Regions from separate parts of the Mus musculus genome. Here region 1 is linked to region 2. A link is a contact called in public promoter capture Hi-C data. All regions are on one chromosome and are shown on one strand. The core of a region is the stretch at or near the end of the contact, and the rest is flanking DNA. Distances in the headings are between cores, read along the strand shown.

Evidence for each region. Promoter capture Hi-C pulls out the DNA fragments that hold promoters and counts their contacts.
Region 1: a promoter capture Hi-C map of 3T3-L1-derived adipocytes shows a contact between it and region 2, with 2.8 times the contacts expected there. The contact joins two enhancer-like sites. A contact is called at or near these places in 6 of 39 promoter capture datasets (the 3T3-L1 cell line, 3T3-L1-derived adipocytes, embryonic stem cells and 3 more), 1 of 484 Hi-C or Micro-C datasets (bone marrow-derived macrophages), 2 of 115 datasets of contacts at active chromatin or transcription factors (SST interneurons and a beta-TC-6 cell line) and 1 of 9 other capture datasets (embryonic stem cells).

What each region holds. Positions count from the first base shown.
Region 1 is chr2:69,444,411-69,448,319 of GRCm38.p6, forward strand. It overlaps Lrp2 (low density lipoprotein receptor-related protein 2), which reads right to left. Exons shown (of 79, transcript NM_001081088.2): 63 at 3,705-3,833. Among named protein-coding and RNA genes, the nearest start is that of Gm36393, 41 kb to the left of the region's middle. Within about 2 kb of position 2,146, at least 13 of the 459 cell types and tissues checked have an H3K27ac peak or open chromatin away from gene starts, as enhancers often do.
Region 2 is chr2:69,246,347-69,250,058 of GRCm38.p6, forward strand. It overlaps Abcb11 (ATP-binding cassette, sub-family B (MDR/TAP), member 11), which reads right to left. Exons shown (of 28, transcript NM_021022.3): 25 at 2,368-2,565. Among named protein-coding and RNA genes, the nearest start is that of G6pc2, 28 kb to the left of the region's middle. Within about 2 kb of position 2,140, at least 4 of the 459 cell types and tissues checked have an H3K27ac peak or open chromatin away from gene starts, as enhancers often do.

The DNA.
Region 1 (3,909 bases), core at 896-3,395, 200 kb after region 2:
CATATTATGCTCTTTACATACACAAAATGCTTATAACAAAGACTGACTCTGAATTCTCAACAACTACACATTCTTATATAAGTTCAGGTTTCCTTTTATATTTTTCGATACAGTTTACTCTTTGTGTCTGTCAAGGAATTTGTCTAGTTCATATATAAAGCCTTAAATTAATATATATAACAGAAATCTTAGAATATGTATATATCTTAAACTACTTTAACAATACTCCTGTTTGACCGCCATTGTCATTTAGTGGTAAGGAATTTACCCAGCATTCAGAAGGCCCTGAGCTCCATCACCAGCAACACAGAAAATAATCAATACAAATAACATTCACATCTTTTTTACTGTTACTTTATTAATGAGTTTCCCCTAGGAAGGGATAAAATTATGCACTAAGATTTGTGATTAAGGATTATAGCACTGATAGTTTTTTTTTAAGTGTAATTATATTTTCAACATTAAGGAAGAAGAAATACTGTACTATCTTAAATCTCTAAGTTACCACTGATACACCATTAGTGATACAGAAAATGATAAGTTGTATTATGACACGTTATAATTTGTAAGATGTACTTCATTTTGAGACATGTTAAAATATAAAAGAAAGCATATATCTCAGAAATGAGGAGTTTTGATTATTTATATTAAGGGTTGTTATGAAGATCCAAGGCTTCAAATGATACTTTGCTATGGGAAATATCTAAAAACAAATGGAAAAAAGATTGTTACATTGCTTAAAATAGTGTATTAAATGTAGAAATTAATGTACAAAAAAGAGTAAACCTTTCTTGGTTTTCGGATTCAGAGAAATTCATTTCTTCTGGTGCTGGGGATTGAACCTTGAGCCTTCAACCTTGGGCTTTTGCACATGCTAAACATGCGTGTAACTCTACAACATGGATATTGAGCTACACCCAGCCTCTACTTATTAACATCTCTAGACTTTATTGCCTTTATAATAAAGCAAAAGATGATCAATAGTTTGTTTGTGTTGGAGCCTGCTAAATAGCTATTCTTATCCCTAATTTTCTGGGTCTAGATTATCCAGGATAGATTCCTCACAGTTTGGAGTCTGTCCAAATTCTACTTTTCTCTTTCTTGCCTGATGATCTTGTCCCTGGCAATCTCTACAAGTCACCAATTCCTGTCATTGCCAGCTTTCTTTCATCCTCTGTCATCTACTCCCAAACTCAGGTCGTTCGGAGAAGCTGAAGAAGCTGGGGCTAGATAAGGAAGTGGTGAGCAGCTTTTGCCTCAGGAGTTAAGCCTCGTCTACCTTTCAGATGAAACGTGTTTCAGTCACAGGCTTGTTATTATTTTAGCTAAAGGAAACTTCTATTTCTTATGGCATAATAAAGCTATTCATCTATATATTTAGGATAGACTAAGAACATTGAGTTTCAAGAGTAGGAGAATGCCACTCAGTTTACCACTGCCTGAAAATTACAGTCATGAAAACTTAGAAGTCTGAGCTGCCAATATCGATCTATTTAAAAATAAATAAACCTCCCCAAGTTTTCTAATTCTTCTCGAGAAGGTTTCAGTGTCTCTAGGAATTTTTTCATATATTGGCAAGCTTGTTGTGATCCTCTTTCCAATGCCATAGTATCTCTACAGTGAACTATTCTCTTAACTCTACCACTGGACTTTGTGATTAAGAGGTCCGGAATGCAGAAAGATCTCCCTTGAGTGAATCATTAATCTTCCAAAGTAAGAGACCTTAACAGGAGCAGATCTATGATAACATTTAGAATGGAAAATTTCCATACAACTTCTTTCATTTGAAGACCAGGAACATCTAGCCATCACCTTAATCCACGGAACAGTGACATTAAGGCTAGGCATGCAGCTTAGTGTCAGAGCAGTTGCCTAGCAACCAGCTTCTACAAACATAAGCATATGGCTCTCTGTTTATAAGACAGTCTCTCTAGCTTCCAGCTTATATATATGTAAAAAAAAAAAGAAGAAGAAAAAAAGGAATAGAAATATCACAGAAATAGCAAGTTACTCTACCTTTACAATTACAGAAATGTTATCTGTAGCCTGACTTCAGCTTTATAATTTCCTTTATGATTGAATGGTGCTAGGAAAATTTACATGTCATCCCATGACTGAACTGGGTTTGGGTGCTCTGAGCACACTCACATTCGAGGGATGCGTGTGTCACATACACGTGATGCATAAGCAATGATTTCAGTCTGTATTCCAAAGGGTCATGATGCGCATCTTAATTTTTTTAGAAGCCCTATCTGTCTCATTGTATTCAATGATATGGAATGTAAAGGAAGGAAGAGATGGGGAGGTAGTGAGGGACCAAGATGAAAGAAGGTGATGGGCCTGGGGACCCCAGCAGTGGCATTATAAATAATTTTACACCTAGTTGAGCATGCCTTTAATCCCAGTGCGTGGGAAGGAGAGGCAGGTGGACCTCTGTGAGTTCAAAGACACTATGGTCTACATAGTGAACTCCAGGACACCCAGGGCTACATAGTGAGACCCTGTTTTGAAATAAAATAAAGAGGAAGATAAAGAAAAAGAATTCTACACCTCTGTCGAATGACAAGCCCATATCTGAATTCCGTATCACATCTAAAAAGAAGTTAATGCTACACTGCTTATTTCCTTTAACTAAACCATCTTTCAGTGAAAGTCCACTTGAATAGAAAGTATTGCTCTAAATACAGGCACAGGCAACAAGAGAAAGCCTCAGTTAGCCCAAGTCAAACTTGGAAAATCTTGAGCCTCCTAAAGCTGTTTACATACCAGTCTCTGTGTAGAGATCTGCCACCTGGCTTACCAAATTGTATCCAAAGCTTAATAAAGTCACTTCATTTTGACAAGCACTCCAAGTCCCTCTGAAAGGGTGAGATTAGTGGCAAGCCAAGTCAGTGTGATCAGTTAGTAACTATCAAAAAGTCTTCTGGATGCCTGGGGTATGTATGGTGGGGGCAATGCAGGCGGCAGTCATGTAATACCCAAGGAGTTGAAAACACATAACCAGTTACACGCTCTCAGTGTTTAAAGAGCTCCCTCAGAGGCCACTGGGACGACCTGAGTTCCATGTCTAGAGCCTATGGAAAGATGAAAGGAAAGAACCATACCATACAATTGTACTCTGCTGTACACACACAGAGGCACATAGACTATGGCATGCCTGGGTACACATACACACAGTAGCTAGTTGGCTGATTGAAAGAGGTCAGACTGTGTCAAAAATAGCACAACAGGTGCCTGAGGGCACCGGAGGCCACTCTCCTTGCCTGGAGTTCCATAGATACTTAATTTCTGCTTCTGTTACTCTCTTTGCTCCTCAGCGAGTGACTTAAACTTCGAGAGCATCGGTATGGAGGTAGACAATCCCAGCCACCCATTGGGGCAGTAACAATTAGATAGTGTGCATACGAGCTAGGAAGGGATACCAAAGGTATGAGCTACTAATATAGCCTCAACCATTCCAAATGAACCAAATCCATCCCTTGGTTATGTTAATCTCTTCCAACCCAAAGTCTTCCTCCTACTTAGAGGAAAAGAAAGAGCCACACATGATGGTACACACCTCTAATCCTAGCACTTGGGGGTGGAGGCAGGAGAATTAGAACTTGTAGGTGATCCTTGACGACACAGTGTTTGAGGCCCATCTGGGTCATTTGAGAGTCTGGTTATTTTGTCATAGTGAAATATAAAAGGAACTGTTCACTTACTGCAACCAGTTTCATCAGAAAGGTCTCCACAGTCGTCCACATTATCACACACATAGTGCTGCGAGACGCAGTTCCCATTGCTGCACTTGTATTCGGTGTCTGTGCAAGGTTTGTGTGTTGGTTTTCTACCTGCAATTTAAGAACGAGGTAAAGTCAAAACTCTTCCTCATCAAAGCAGAATGCTTCACTTGTCCACTCACAGATA
Region 2 (3,712 bases), core at 890-3,389:
ATCAGGGACAGTGACAGACAGATGGGATTATGACATGAGGATCAAACGTGTGCCCTTGGTTCTATTGACATTATTCTCTGGACAGCTGAGATAATAAGTCCAGGGGAAAATATATTTGGCCACTTAGTCACAATCACACATGAAACCATCTGCCAGGAGGCACCGTACAAACGTTTTCTGTCCACTGTATGATGAGAACACTGTCTGTTTCCTGGGGACTCACAGTCCAGAAGTCAGGGAAGCTTAGTCACAAAATCAGGACCATTCAAGTTGGTTCACTTAAGATTTCTAAGAGTGCCGGGCGGTGGTGGCACACACCTTTAATCCCAGCACTTGGGAGGCAGAGGCAGGTGGATTTCTGAGTTTGAGGACAGCCTGGTCTACAAAGTGAGTTCCAGGACAGCCAGGGCTATACAGAGAAACCCTGTCTCGAAAAAACCAAAACCAAAACCAAAACCAAACCTCCCCCCCCCCCAAAAAAAATTCCTGAGTCCATCTCAAACATAAAGTAAATCTAACTTATTTGCTGTAAAGTATTTGTATGAGTTCAGGAAAAAAAAAAAAGGCTATTTTAAATAATGTGATCAGGACGTATTTTTAGATACTTTCTAAACAATGGATAACCAAACACTATTTTTAAGGGGTAGGGGTAAAGCAGAGGTCACTTAGAGTTAGATCATATCCAGCCTGAAGTATTTCCCATAATACCTATTTCTGCAAAATACAACCTAATAGTTACCCAGAAGCTGAATTTTTTCTAATTCTTGTATATGTGCTATATAATAACCATCTAGGAAACAAAATATGTTCCATGTTCCTGAAGCATCTCCCATAGACAGTACTGGACACACCATAGATACCTAATTAAATATCAGACTTACAATACCTGCATTCAGTATCCTGTCAAAAAGCAAAGAGGATTTTTAAAAAATTGATGAAATCAGCATTTTCCTATTTATAGTATTCACAGATCCATTTTACAATGAGCTTACAAAGTGTACTGTGCTCTTAAATGCAAGACATCATAGAATGATTGCTTTCTTCTGGTCACCGGAGCATTCAGTGTGTGCATTCAGAGAAACACACTTAGCAGACATGATGATGCTGGAAAGATCCAACATGGTGGGTTGGTCTTGCAGCAGGTTACAATCACCCTGGACAATAGACATGACAGAGCTGATGGCTTTGAGAACCTGAGCCCTCTCCTTTGAATGGGTCAGATCTCTAGGACAATGCACTTCCTAGGTTTACCCATCACCAAGACCTTTCAAGCACTTTAAAATCTTCACACCTACAATCAATAACAGCAATGGCAATGGACCACAGGCAGATCAATCCCTACCCCTCCTTTGCATACCCTCCTGGATTCTACTGATATCTGCCTGCTTCTTTTTCTTTGCTCTATGCAGGAGAACCTCACCTTTCTCTCAGCATGTCTCTTGCAGTGAAGTTCACACTATTCAGGAAATTCAGACAGGGTATTATTGTAAAGGGACTGGGGTATGTGGGGGGAAGCAGGTAGAAGAGAGAAGAGTCTCAATGGCCGACTTTTTACTTCTTAAAAACAAATCAGCAGAGAGTCCAGTTAAATCAGGAGAACAGAAAAACAGATTTCGGGACATAGGAGGTTTTTTTTTACTCCTATTTTTTACTCCTATTTTTACTCCTATTTACTGGGAGAGTTCAAAACATGAAGTGGTTAAGAGCCTTTGAGCAAAGAACTCCAGAGAAATCATACTTTTTTAATTAAAAGTCTTTGTTATTTGATTATACAGCCTTGTGAACATATTACCTAAGAAGAAAGGGGAAAAAAATAAAACAGGAAAAGAGAGAAAGAAGGACTTAGAAGAGTAAACAATGAATTCTATCACCAGTGCGTCAACTATCCCTGCCAAGGCTTTGTCAAGTTGAGTTTATCTATCAGTCAACCGTGAGCTTCTCCGACCAGGATTGTGTCAAGCCGTTCATGCCTGCTTCCTTGTCTTGCTTCCTTCTCATTGTGTCCCCTGTCACCCCACTTTTTCCATCCCTAGCCATTAGTTTCCTGATTAGTCTGCACTTTCTGCTCCATTTACGGGTAAGTGACCGTCTCTCAAATACTCTCAACTCCAGCTTTGCCATGTGCCCAGTTTTCTTGCCTAACTGGTCAGCAGGACATCTGGAACTGGGAAGAATATGCTGTTAGAAGCTGCGGGGTAGAATGAGGTCACTCAGCAGGTGACCGAAAGGAAAATAGCCACAGGGGTAAGTGTCCAACGCAAACGTTTTTTTTTAGTCTGGCAAGGTGTGGCCTGGGAGACCACTTGGGGGCAGATCTTACGTAGAAAACAACGCTCTCCTTGTTCTCAGAAGTCTTGCCCCACTTACCACCGTTCCCTGATCGGGATCGTAGAACCGTTCCAACAGCTGGATGCTGGTGCTTTTACCACACCCACTGCTCCCAACGAATGCCAGCGTCTGCCCAGGATCCACAGATACCGACAGTCCATTCAGAACTTGTATATCAGGTCGAGAAGGATATGTAAATTTACAGTCGATAAAATCAATCTTCCCTTGGAAGTTGTCCTGTGGATGAGAAGACTGGAATTACACATGTCCCTACAGGAGCCTAGGACACAGAAGGTGCACCTAACTGAATACAGGATATGCATTAAACAAAAAGAAAATATGCAATATCGGGACAGCAACTCAGTGGGTGACATTTCAGTCAGGCATAGTGGTTCACACCTGTAATCCCAACACTGAGGAAGTTGAGGCAGGCAGATAGTAAGTTCACTGGAGGCCAGCCTGGGCTACATAGGGAGAGTCTGTCTCAAAACAAACAGGCAAACAAATAACACCACAAAATGGCATTTTCTTTCCAGTGCTGGCAGGTGCAGAAATAAGACAGATAAGGGAATTAAAGACATTTGTCCTCTTTTTTTTTTAAATCCTCTTCTGAAACTTTCCTTACCACCTATTTCTTATATTAAACAAAAGAATGGAAGAGAATAGCAACGGATAAGGCATCATGGAAACCAGCTAGTCTTTGAATGTTTTCACATTGCTCTTTAAAATAATGAGTTAAAAACAAAGTTGCTTGGAGTCTGTGCCACAAAGATGAATATTTCAGTGCGGTTCAAACTATCTGGTGGACAACTAAATTAGTTTCTATTTCCTAGCTACTATGACTAGTACCACAGTAAACATAGCCACGAAAGACTCTCTTGTAGTATGCTGACTTCAGTTATGGAGACACCAAAGAATGGTGCTGCTGACTCTCTCTCTCTCTCTCTCTCTCTCTCTCTCTCTCTCTCTCTCTCTCTCTCTCTTCCTTTTTGAAAAGGAAATTCTATGCTGATTTCCATAGTGGGTGCCCAATTTACATTCTTACCAGCAGTGAAAAAGGATTCTTCTTTCCCTACAGCCTCTCTAGCCTATGATGTCATGTATGCTCTCAATGTTGGACGTTCTGACTGGGTAATACGGTCTTTCAGAGCATCTTTAATTTGCCTTTCTCTCCTACCTAGGGGTGTCAAATGTATATTTCAAGTGTGTTTTGCCATTTACATTTCTTCTTTGGGGACTGTTGATAAATGGAGACTTTAGCTCATTTATCGTTTAGATGATTTGGTTTGGGTAGATTGATTTTTTACAGTTCTTTTTATATCCTAGCTATTATTTCTTTATCGGATGGATACGTGGGAAACTTTCTCTGCCCACTCTATAGTTT